Regions from separate parts of the Mus musculus genome. Here region 1 is linked to region 2. Evidence: chromatin contacts called from public HiChIP or PLAC-seq data. All regions are on one chromosome and are shown on one strand. The core of a region is the stretch at or near the end of the contact, and the rest is flanking DNA. Distances in the headings are between cores, read along the strand shown. Region 1 has its middle 29 kb from the start of 2610203C22Rik. Region 2 overlaps Adhfe1 (alcohol dehydrogenase, iron containing, 1).

What was found. HiChIP or PLAC-seq counts read pairs in DNA pulled down with a chosen protein or histone mark.
Region 1: an H3K27ac HiChIP or PLAC-seq map of stem cell-derived neural progenitor cells shows a contact between it and region 2. The contact joins two enhancer-like sites. A contact is called at or near these places in 3 of 39 promoter capture datasets (3T3-L1-derived adipocytes, the C10 cell line and embryonic stem cells), 5 of 484 Hi-C or Micro-C datasets (the HPC-7 cell line, centroblasts and embryonic stem cells) and 4 of 115 datasets of contacts at active chromatin or transcription factors (cardiomyocytes, differentiating embryonic stem cells, embryonic stem cells and 1 more).

What each region holds. Positions count from the first base shown.
Region 1 is chr1:9,657,270-9,662,930 of GRCm38.p6, forward strand. No RefSeq gene overlaps it. Among named protein-coding and RNA genes, the nearest start is that of 2610203C22Rik, 29 kb to the left of the region's middle. Within about 2 kb of position 1,937, at least 30 of the 459 cell types and tissues checked have an H3K27ac peak or open chromatin away from gene starts, as enhancers often do. A contact at or near this core is called in stem cell-derived neural progenitor cells, where this site is marked.
Region 2 is chr1:9,567,101-9,573,412 of GRCm38.p6, forward strand. The region is part of intron 13 of Adhfe1 (alcohol dehydrogenase, iron containing, 1); the gene reads left to right. All of the region lies in intron 3 of 2610203C22Rik (RIKEN cDNA 2610203C22 gene), which reads right to left. Among named protein-coding and RNA genes, the nearest start is that of Adhfe1, 22 kb to the left of the region's middle. Within about 2 kb of position 3,326, at least 8 of the 459 cell types and tissues checked have an H3K27ac peak or open chromatin away from gene starts, as enhancers often do. A contact at or near this core is called in stem cell-derived neural progenitor cells, where this site is marked.

The DNA.
Region 1 (5,661 bases), core at 687-3,186, 89 kb after region 2:
ACGAAAGAAGGATAGATGACAATAGCTCTATTTTCTAAAAGAAAAGCTAGGTAGGTAGGTAGGAAAGTATAGGTAGATAGATTAGATAGATAGATAGATAGATAGATAGATAGATAGATAGATAGATAGATAGATGGATGGATGGATGGATGGATGGATGGATGGATGGATAGATAGATAGATAGATAGATAGATAGATAGATAGATAGATAGATAGATATACAGACAGATCAGTGTGTGTGTGTGTGTGTATGGACAGACAGACAGAGAGATAGCTGTCAGAGATGTATTGAAGATAATTGAAACCACTGATATTTGGAAATAAAAGTCTATCTTAGTGTTTTGACCAAGATAATATAAATCTAAAATATCAACATTTGAAGTTAACAGTTTATTAAAATTGGCCTTATATTCAAATTCATTTTTTAACTTTTTATTAGATATTTTCTTCATTTACATTTCAAATGCTATCCTAAAAGTCCCCTATACCCTCCCCCCGCCCTTCTCCCTACCCACTCACTCCCACTTCTTGGCCCTGGCGTTCCCCTGTACTGGGGCATATAAAGTTTTAAAATTTGCTTTATATTCAATGAAAGTTTTAAAAACTACCAGTATGATTTGTTATGATGGTAAAAGTTTTAAATGTAAGTAATTTGTGTTTTCAATTTGTCTATACTGTTTAAGTAATTTAGCATCTCACTAGAGGAAAGGCAGAACAATCACGAATGCACAGGTTCTAACACACTGCTCGCAGCTTGAAACTGTGTCTCCTTCATCTCTGATTTGAAACAGAGTTTAATGGGGTTGTGGTTGTAATTCTCACACTCCTCCTTCATACTTTCAACCCAATGTCCTATTTATATTTTTGTCTTTTACAAAATTGTAAAGTTAGGTCTCTGAATCAACCCTACCTCTGTAGCTTACTACATATATGGAAGGTTCTTTGGGATTCCAACACTATACAAAAGTAGAAATGGGATTGATTATTGCTTTTCAATGGCAAAAAAAACAAATCAAAACACACGTCTGGAGACACTAAGATTTCAATTTCCTTTTCTGAAATTTCTTTAGGCAACTTACCAGAAACGCTTAGCTAGACCCTCTCAGTAATTTCCATCTAATTCCCTATGTGTACCCCGAGGCTCTCAGAACTCAGCGGGGGCCAGTGTGAGCAGCCTTGACATTTACGCATCACTTAGTAATAAATTCACCTCTATGAGTATGACCTTGAGCGGGTGAAATAACTTCCAAACTTCTGTTTGCTTACTCATCAAACGGACTCAGGGTTACTGTGGCTCACGTGTAAGTCACGGCAGTTACATTTGGAAAGCATGGAACTTCACTGAGCACAGTCAATATCCTCTAGCACCAGAGGCCAGGTGGTGAGTGCTGTCTAAAACCCACCCAGCAGTGTGCCCTGCCCCTTGGAGAGACCAAGTCTTTTCCAATACGTTATTGTTAGTTTTCAGCACACAATCTCTACCTTTATGATATCACTTTTAATGGATTTTGTTTTTAGAATAGCAGGTTCTATGCATTTTTACCAATGCTTCACTAGCCATGAATGGCCCAAATGGGAAGTCAGTAAAGCGATGCTTTATCTCGAGCTTCCCCTTGATTATCTCTTCTGAAAATAATACATAATAAGATCTGATTCCCACCCCCACCCCCACCCCCGAGCACTGAAGCATCTAGAAATGAGGTTAGAGGATTCAAGAGATCCAACGGCTCTGCCCTGGAAGCAGACGGGCCATTCATGAGTTCGTAGTCCGTAATTCAGAACCATGTCCAGTGGGTTTCCTGCCCAAGCTGCTCAGCTTATTGAACAAAAGCTTGGAGACACTGTTTCACGCTTCACTGGACATACACACTGCCCAGGGCTGGCCTCTCTGGTGGCCTGAACTCATCAGAGGCTCAGGGCTCTGTGAGCTGCTTTTACGGTCTCTTTGGGGAAATCTAGCTCGGGCTGCACAGACTTTCCACGTCTTCCTGCTGGGACACCGTCTTCTGAGCCTAAGAGAACCACAAAGGCTTCTATAAGCTATTTCCTCTGCTTTCTCACCAGACACACACTTCCCTCTGGTGACTGATCTACAAAAGCAAACAACTGCAGGTTGGTTGGTTGGTTTGTTTACAGTAAATAAGAGAAGAAAACCTTTGGCATTGGCCAATGAAAGTTGTCCCTCAGTCACTATTCCACAGTTCACTAAATGCTTCTGCAATTATAATTTCCTCATCCACAGCCCAGAGTTAGCTGCTTTTCTGTAATATCCACAGAAGGAATGGAAGAGACACTATAAGGGGAGTAGGAGATATTAACCCAAACAGATCTGGGGTGACATGGCAGGAAAACAGCCACATACAGCCTTAGGGTAACAGAGGAACAAGGCACAGAGTGGGATATACCTTTTGTTTATTATCCCCATGGTGTCTCTGTGCTTTACTCTTCTTCTCAAGTTAACAAAGCAGGGCTGGGAGAGCGTGCGCAGAGTCCTGGATTTGATCTCCATCACATCATGAACTGGCTTTGTTGGCACAGGCCAACAATCTCAATACTTAGAAGGTAGAGAAAGATGGACGGGGAGTTCAAAGTCATCCTCACACATATAGCAAGTTCAAGACCAGCCTAGACTCTATGAGACACTGCTCAAAAGAAAGGGGGTGGGGGAGGCAAATAATATATTTTAAATTCTCATAGATGAAATAGTTGAATATATGTATATAGACAGTATTTATAGTAGATACATTTAAATTAAATTCAAAATTAATTAATTTGTGAAAGTAGACAAAAAAAAAAAAAAAACCACCTGCTTGATTTATTACTTTTTGATGCTATGGTAAACCTTAGATTTTACCTCTTGAGATACTTAACCCAAACTGACACACTAGATGCTATCAAATTTAAAAGTTTCTGAAATGTATAGTCAGTAATAGGACACTTTCTTTAAATGCCCAGAATCTTGGGTTCAATCTACATGAAGGTAAATAAATTAACATTTCTGTTCAACAAAGATAATAATTAACAAAGTGACAAGATAGCCTAAAAAAAAATGGGAGAAAATTCTAGCAGCTAGTCTTCCAATAAAGGATTAATACCCAGATTATTTTAAAAATCCTAAATAATTTAATACTCAAAGAAATAGTAATTCAATCAATAGATGACCTAAAAGACTAAGCAGACACTTCTCAAAAAAAGAAATATACGTGAATAGTGTAGGGAAAACATTTGACATGTTTAGTCATCAAGGAAATGCAATTTCAAATTATATTACAGTGTCATCCTATCCCCATTAGAAAACAACAATATTGTATTATAAACGCTGAGAGAAATGTTGGGAGAAGGAATCTTTACACATTGTTGAAAGGGGTATGAGTTAGTATTCCTACTACAGAAACAGATTAAGAATCTTTAAGAGAAAAAGAAAACTAAAAGTTGAACTATCTTATGACCCAGCTATACTACCCCTAGAACTACACCCAAAAGGAATCAGATGAGAGACTTTGAGAGAGCATGCCCAGGGATGAATCTGCGCCTGCTGCAGCACACGAGAGCTACCCTGCCTCATCTGTGAACCATGCCTCTTGGTAATATTCCGTACCCTTTGCTTCTCCATCTTTTGTACTGGGCATTCTGCCTGCTTCTTCGTTGGCTACTCCAGGCCATCCTTGCCCTGAAGGATCATACCAAAGTCAGGGCAGGCCTGTGTCACTGTTCACTCAGACTGGACTTCTGCCTGTGGTTGTACGGAAAGGGAAACTATATTACCACAGGGCCATTGCTAGGGACCTAGTAGAGACCTGGACTCATGCTTACCAACTGAAAACAAGCCCTTCACGCTCTTGGCAGCTCACAGTATTTCCTTCATCATAGCTCTTCCTTGTTCTCTTAAAGAACTAAATTTTTTCACTTTCACAATTTTGTTCACAAGTTCTTTAAACATAGCTTTTCACATTATCCCCTCTTGTCAAGTCCCTTCTTCTTCCCAAGTCTTCCTTGCTTTTGTTTTCTTTCTTGTCTTTGACATATGGCCCAGTGCATTTAATTAGGATTGCTTTCAAGAGCATGGGTGGAGTTGTTTATTTAAGCAGGGCAACTTACCAGTGACTACACTAAGCACTGAGATCACTGACAATGTCTCCCACAGCAATATTTCCTCCTTCTCCTTTCAGCAGATGATTCTTCAGTCTTTTTAATGAGCGAATGAACATTTTAAGGAATTGCATCTTCTCACACAAGTCCTTCCCCAAAAGCAAATCTCACTTCTAGATTGCTTACATGAAATGAAGATCTGCTCCTCTCACCTCAACTTGTACAACTGGAAGAAGCATGGAGTCTCAGAGATTCTCATGGAGTTAGTAGAGGCCTTCACAGAGATTCAAGACAGCCCAGCTTTGCCCTGCCAGTTGTCTTTTCTTAGATGCCTTAACTCCGTATGCATTGCCTGCATGCTAGTTTTGGTCTCCAGTCGGCTTCCTACAGAATGCATGGCATACCAGGGTAGGCTTATTTCAGGAACCACTTTAGTACCATCCTTCTTCCATCAATTCCTCCGCTCATACCCCTAGACTTGGGCTCTTTGTTTTTTGGTATTTATTTATTTACTTATTTATCTATTTAATGTGAGTACACTGTCACTGTGTTCAGACACACCAGAAGAGAGAATCAGATCCTATTACAGATGGTTTTAAGATGGGACTTGAACTCAGGTCCTCTGGAAGAGCAGTCAGTGCTCTTAACCACTGAGCCATCTCTCCAGTTTTTGTGGGTTTTGAGACCGGGTTTCTCTGTCTACCTGGCTGTCCTGTAATCTGCCTGGCTCTGCCGTCCACATGCTGAGATTAGAGGCATGCTCTGCTGTGGGTCTACTTAGGGTCTTTAAACATGGAACTGACCTCCCCCGCCCCCTGTGCCAAGTCTTTACCTAGTGTTCCCCAATCTATTTGCCTGATTGCCTCAGGCCAATCAGTCAGAGATCCATCACTTCAGACACATTTTTCTCCCAAGGGAAGCAGATCCTTTTTCTGTGTCACAACCCCATATGCAACAGCAGTTATTTCCCACATAGCACTTGAGTAGCCTGTGTGTTCTCCCAGCAGAGCTGCTCAGCTCTGCCCACCACTGCTGTCCTTGACTGTTTGCCAAGTGTTAGGTAGATCCTGGTGAACAAGACTGGCTTCAGGGGCCTTACAATCTGCTGACAGAGGAGGGGACTGAATATATGATATTTCTTTATTTTCCTCATGAAGAAACCTAAGCCAGGATTTTGCATACGGTTACAGTTTAATTCAGATTAAATTCAAAAGATTCAAGAAAGAGAAGACACTCACTGTAACTTACTAAATTATTTGTTGTGACCTGAACTTTCTTCTGAATTACAGTAACCTCTCCTCCTAATGCCCAGAAATCTAAAATTGCCCAGAACTGTGAATGCACTGACTGGTATATAATAGTCACTTAGCAGATGTGGCCTTTAAGTCCATGAAATGTGGCTGCTCTGAATTTCTTATGTGCAAAATGGACATTTTTCCCCTAACTTTATAAACTTCATTATGAAAAAAAAAAAAACCTTGCAAATAAATAAGAACATCACACACAAAGTAACCAGAGCCAAAGTCCATACAACTACAAGTTTTATATAATAGAATAGGTATTAGGAACAG
Region 2 (6,312 bases), core at 2,076-4,575:
AAACTGAAAACAATGAGATACAAACTGCCAAAGTGACTTGGGTTATGGAAACCTCACCCTTTCCCACACTTCTGCTGTTTAAGGACTTCCCCTATAAGACAGAGCTAAGCCATTTCAAAAGGACCATGGATGTTATTTTCCACTATAAAACATCAGAAACTCCTGCTGTTCTACAGAATGCAGCATAGCTTTAAGATTGAAACTATTGAAAGTTTGCATTTGAATCATTTGGGACGACACTGTGTATTTCATACACATCTGTGTCCTTCTGTGCCTTATTTCATATATTTAAATTTTGCTAAAGAATGTGAACTAATTTACCCCCACTTATAAAGTAGAATCATTACAGATACAAAACTCCCTTTCCCAAGAACCTCATGAAGATGTGATCTGTTTGGTCCTCTCTGAAGCTAGTACACCAGATCATAATGGCCAAGACCCTGATACTGCTATTTACTATAAAGTAGGGACCTCAGATCCTTGAGCACCCAGTTAGTGGACCACACCATGACTACCACACCCAGTGCTCTCCCTATTCCTCCTAGTCAATATGGAAGATGCAGGAAAGCAGGGATCACCATGGGGCTCTTTTGTCCAATGTTAAGCATTCACAGTATACACACACACACACACACACACACACACACACACACACACACGGCACTGAGACAGCAGACAGCTAGAATATCCACTCAATCAGGACCTTGCTTACCACAAACAGTGGGACCCTTTCCTCAGCCAACTCCAGGAAAGCAAGGGATCAAGCCAGACCCCTTCCCCACACCATCACTGTACAGACTGTTGATAACCTCACCATTCACAGAAGACATTTGTACAGATTGAGCTCATGGCTTCACATATCCACAGAAGCATGTGGGAATAGCAATGAACCAAGTACTCTGAGGTAACAGGGGTAAAGTGGAAAGCAATGACCCATGGGATGGGCGAGCAGCCTTCATGTTATCATTAACTATAAACTTAGGTTCCTGTGTGATTACACTTTCCAACTTCTAAGAAAATCATCAACTGGGTGCTCCTTGAACCTAGTTCCATGGCTTCTCAGTATACTGGTGAAATATGACCCATGGGCCACTAGTTTCCCTAACTTAGATTCAAACCCAGTAGATCCAGTTTTATCTAGCAGTGTAAATGAGAAACACAAGTATTTTGAGATGTAGCATAGGAGCTGAGCCAACCCACAAATCCATAGTTCTAACATGTTGAGCCAAAATGGAAGGCCACAAAAGCCATTGTAGTGACTCCATTCAAGCCTCCTGAGGAAGGTGGGAAGCTGCTTTGCCCCTCTGTCCTCTGCCCCGCCAGGCACAGGCTAGTAGACATGTTGAGTGAGCTCATGCCTACAGCTTCTCCTAAAACTTCTGTCCAAGTGAGCAAGTGACTTGGTGGCAGTAACTGTAGGTGTTTCCTAAGACTGAGAAATAAACGACGGCCATGAAAGCCTGGCTACAAACTCCACAGACCTAGTAGCCACCATGATCTCAATGTGGCTTCTGGTCTCATAACATTTTCTCAGGGATACTGTCATTTCTGAAGTTTATCCCAGGTCTGTGTTTAAGAATATGAATTTTTTAGGTCAATAAGGTGATTCAGCATGTAAACGCTCTTGCTGCTAAACCAGTCCAAGTCCTGGAACCCACATGGTAGAGAAAACCAACTCTCACAAGTTGTCCTCTGACCACACCCCTTGGACCATGGTGCACACATATACAGACAATAAGTAATATCGCAATTTCTTAAAATTAAAGAATATGAATTTACTTCCAAGAACTAATTGTGCTAGTTAGTTTTTGTAACTAGACACAAACTGGAATCACCAGCTGGGGAGTGGCCTCCGTCAGAGCAGCCTGTACTTGGGTTCTTAAGGCCTTTGGGGATTAGTGATGTGGGAGGGGCCATCCCACTATGAGTGGCACTACCCTGGGCAGGTGGTCCTCATTGCATAAGGAAGTAAATTAAGGAAACCATGGAGGACAACCGAGTAAGCAACACTTCACTAGTCTGTGTTTCATTTCCTGCCTTAACTTCTCTTGATGATAAACTATCATATATCCACAGTTTGTAAACCAGTTTAAAAAAAAAAAAAAAGCCCAGTGGTGGTGGTGGCCATATGCAGGCCTTTAACCCCAGCACTCAGGAGACAGAGGCAGGCAGATCTCTGCACAGCAACAGAAACCAAAATAGGACAGAATTTGGTACCAGAGAGTGTGATATTGTGGTGATGGACGTGACCATATTTGTTTGGGAGTTATGGACTTGAAGTCCTTAAAGTCTACTATACTGTTATGGGAGCTTGGAAGAAAGCAATGTTAGAGGGAAGCAGATGGCAGAGGCCCAGCTTATGGAGTGAGGGAAGACTGAGAGTCCCTCGAAGATGATCTATTTATGTGTTTTGTGTTAAGTCCACTGTCGCTATCTTCAGACACACCAGAAGAGGGCATCAGATTCCATTAGAGATGCCACAATGTGGTTGCTGGGAATTAAACTCAAGGCCTCTGGATGAGCAGTCAGTGCTCTTAACCACTTAACCATCTCTCCAGCCCCTGGTTGATATTTTGAATTAAGACTCTGTGGTTTCTTGTCAGCTGGGACTGAATGATCAGCTGTGATAACAATAGACCAGAAACATTGACATGAACCGTGGCTTTACTGAAATAATGGATTGTGGTTAGCTGAGGCTGAAAAATCAACTATGAGCAAACAGAGTCCAACACCACCAAAAGAGTTTCTGGGGAGCATTTCCTGAGGGCCAGCACACAGGAGCTGTGGTCCAGAGGGGGCCAGAGCTGCATCTCAAGCAGGTAGCCAAGCTTGGTTATGGTAAAGTCTCCCCCAAGGTACTGGTTTTGGCAGCATGATAGGAAGCCAGGAAGCAGTATTCCTCCATGGCCCCTGCTTCACATCCTGCCTCCAGGTTCCTGCCTTGAGTTCCTGCCCTGACTTCTCTCAGTGTTAGACCTGGAGAGCTGTTATGATGAAATTAGCCTTTTCCTCCCACACAACACGACAACAGAGAGCCCTCACGAGAACAGAAATGGCCTGCAGATGAAGGACTAGTATGGGGATTTCGGTTTGATTTGTTTTGGCTTTTGGCAGCAGCGAACATTTTACAGGAATGCCATGGCAACCTCAGAATTTTACACATCCTATAAGCCAGTCTTCACTATTAATGTCGTAGAATTAGCATATACTGGTCCCTGCAAAGAGCCTTGCCAGAAAGTTCTTCTTTGATAAAGGCTCTTTTATACTCAGCAGTCAGGGGTTGGTTTTCTCAAGAAGGAACCAGCAGGCCAATGTCCTTAACCAAACACCACAGCTTACGCTAGTGGCAGATAACGGCAGCTCTGCACATGGAGGCTTCCAAATGCATGGCCCAGCTGCAGAGGGAGTGGGCAAGAACAAACTCATCTTCAGAGCTAGATTTCAGAAACCTCTGGAAAGAGCCATTTTCCATTTCAAAACAAAACATTTCATCACTGGGGAGAGCTGTCTGCCCAACTGAGCAACTCCCACACTTGGTAGACGAACCAGCTGAAATGGTGTTATTTTATGTATGTGCTAAAAGAAGTATTTATTTCAGTGCCCATATTAATCAGTTGTTCTTTGGTCTTCTTGCCTATAAATAATAGCACATTGCTCAACACATCTTCATTTTGAAATCAGTTGGCTTTTATGTAGCATAGGATCAGATACTTTGTTTCCATCTGTGTTTGCCCAAACTTTGGGGTTGGAAATGTCAAAAAGAAAGGTAGGAAAGGCCAGGTGTGGTGGCGCACGCCTTTAATCCCAGCATTCGGGAGGCAGAGGCAGGCAGATATCTGAGTTCGAGGCCAGCCTGGTCTACAAAGTGAATTCCAGGACAACCAGGGTTATACAGAGAAACCCTCTCTCGAAAAAAAGGAAAGGAAAGGAAAAAGGAAAGGAAAGGAAAAAGGAAAGGAGGTAGGAAAGGCTTGGGCTTAGCTGTTTCAGGAAGTCTAGAACTGTCTCTCCAAAGATGAACAGATCATGGTCCAAGACTCTGAGCTCATCAGAGGACTCCTACTGTTATAATAAAATGTGGTGGGAAACATCACCTTCATCTCTGATCATAGCACACATTGAAATTCAGCTTTTCTTTCTGACACAAACTAGAAGATCAGATCAGATTAGATTAGATTAGATTGATAGATGCATACATACATACATTCAGACATAGATATATAGATGGATACATAGACAAATAGAGATAGATAGATTGATTGATTATAAATAAGTAGACATATGATATAATCAGATAAGGTATGTAGATAGATAGGATAGACAATAGATACATAGATACATGATAGATCGATTGATGAATGACTATTAACAAGACTGATAGAATATAATTTTTTGCCCTTGTCTCATCTGTGGCATTCATCCACATTTCCTTCCACTTTCTCCAAGATGTTATACATCCTTCTCAGTTTTATTTTTTAATTGTAGTAAAATAACATTAATTTGTCATTTTAATAACTTTTATGTATATAATGAAATGCTATTTGATATACCCACGGCATGATACAGTAATCATTACCCACTGTAGATCTTTTTTAGCATCCCAAATAGCTCTGCATCCACCAAACAACAACTGCTCTGCTGCCTTTCTTGCAGCCCATCGTAACTTAAGATCGATTTCCCATCTCTTTAAGTGCCTAGTCTGGGCACCTCATGCACATGGAGTCGTGTACCATCAGTGCTTCTGTGGCTGGCTTATTTCATCTTAATGTGGTGACCAGTTCGTGGCATGTATCAGAATTCTGTTCCTGTTTAAGGATAAATAATATTTCTTTGTGCAGATAGACCACATTTTGTTCACCCATTTCATGCCTGTGTTAGAAGACACTCATGTTGTTTCCCGCTCTGGCTGCTCTGACTGCTGGGGTACCGTGCATGCTTGCACCCCCTCTTTCAGGTTTTTGGAGGAAGTATGAGTAGAACAGTTAATTCGTATGGTAATTGTATTATTTATTTGGATGTGTTTGAGACTGGATCTCACTATGTAGCCCAGGCTTGCCTTGATGATCCCCACGTTGACTCCTCAGGTGCTGGGATTTCCAGCAATCTCAGCCACCAATCTCAGCCCAGTTTTTAACTTCCTAATGCTCTGGTAAACTTTTCCATAGTGCCTGCACCATTTACATTTCTATTAACAACACAAAGGGTTCCAATTCTCTTCATCTTCTCCAGCACTTGTTAGTTTCCATTGTTTTTATAATGGCCCTCCCAGTGGGGTGAAGTGAGTTAGATTTCACACACACATACACACACACTCCAAAGGCTAAGAATACCGACCATCCTGTCCTGTACGGATTGGCCATTCATGTATTTTTCTTTAGAGAAATGGTTTTTTTTTTTTTTTCAAGTCTTTTGCTGATTTTGGGGTTGATTCATTTGGTATTTTGCTGTTGTGCTCTAAGAATAATTTTTATATTTTGGACATTAGCACATATACTGTTCCTTCAAGTGTTTTAGGGCTTATACCTGGAGCTTAACTACCTTCTGAGGAGAGACAGGAAACGGGCATCTGCAAGTGAGACATAAGAAGTTTAGATGTGATCACTGGCGGGGTGGGAAGCCTGAGAAGATGGAGAGAAATCCTGTGGGGACAATGTGGAGGGAACTCCAGTGAGGGTAGTCAGGTGGCTTGTGCGACATTCCCAACCCAGACATGGCAACTAGACAAGGATGAAGAGATGGGCTAAAATCTAAAAGAGATAGTGGATCTGGGTATGGTGGTGTGAGCTGTAACCCCAGCACTCAGGAAGTAGGGCAGAGGCATCCACAGTACAAGCCTGTGCTAAATAGTGAGTTTGAAGTCAGTCAGGGCTGCAATCTCTATCTGTCTCAATCGAACTCTGTCTCAATTGAACTAATAGGGAAAGTGAGACAGTGGGAGATGGAGTGCTGAGAAACAGAGCCAGACTAGGGAGACATCAGACATCATGATATTTGCAGGGAAGTGGGGTTTGGGGTAGAGAATTGAATCTCATATATCCCAAGATGGCCTCAAATGTGATATGTAACTGAGGACGGCCTTGAATTGCTGACCCACCTGTCTCTCCTGTGCTATGGGAGCCACCATACCTAGTTTCTATTGTAATGGAGATAGAAGCTGGGGCTTCTTGCTTGCCAGGCAAGTACTTTACCAACTGAGTTACATGGCAGCTCCATGATTTTGTTCTTATCACAAAGGGAAGTTATCCAGAGCTTAGAAACCCAGGTCACTGCTGTGGGGAAAGGAGATCTGGCTGTTTAGAGAATAACCACTAG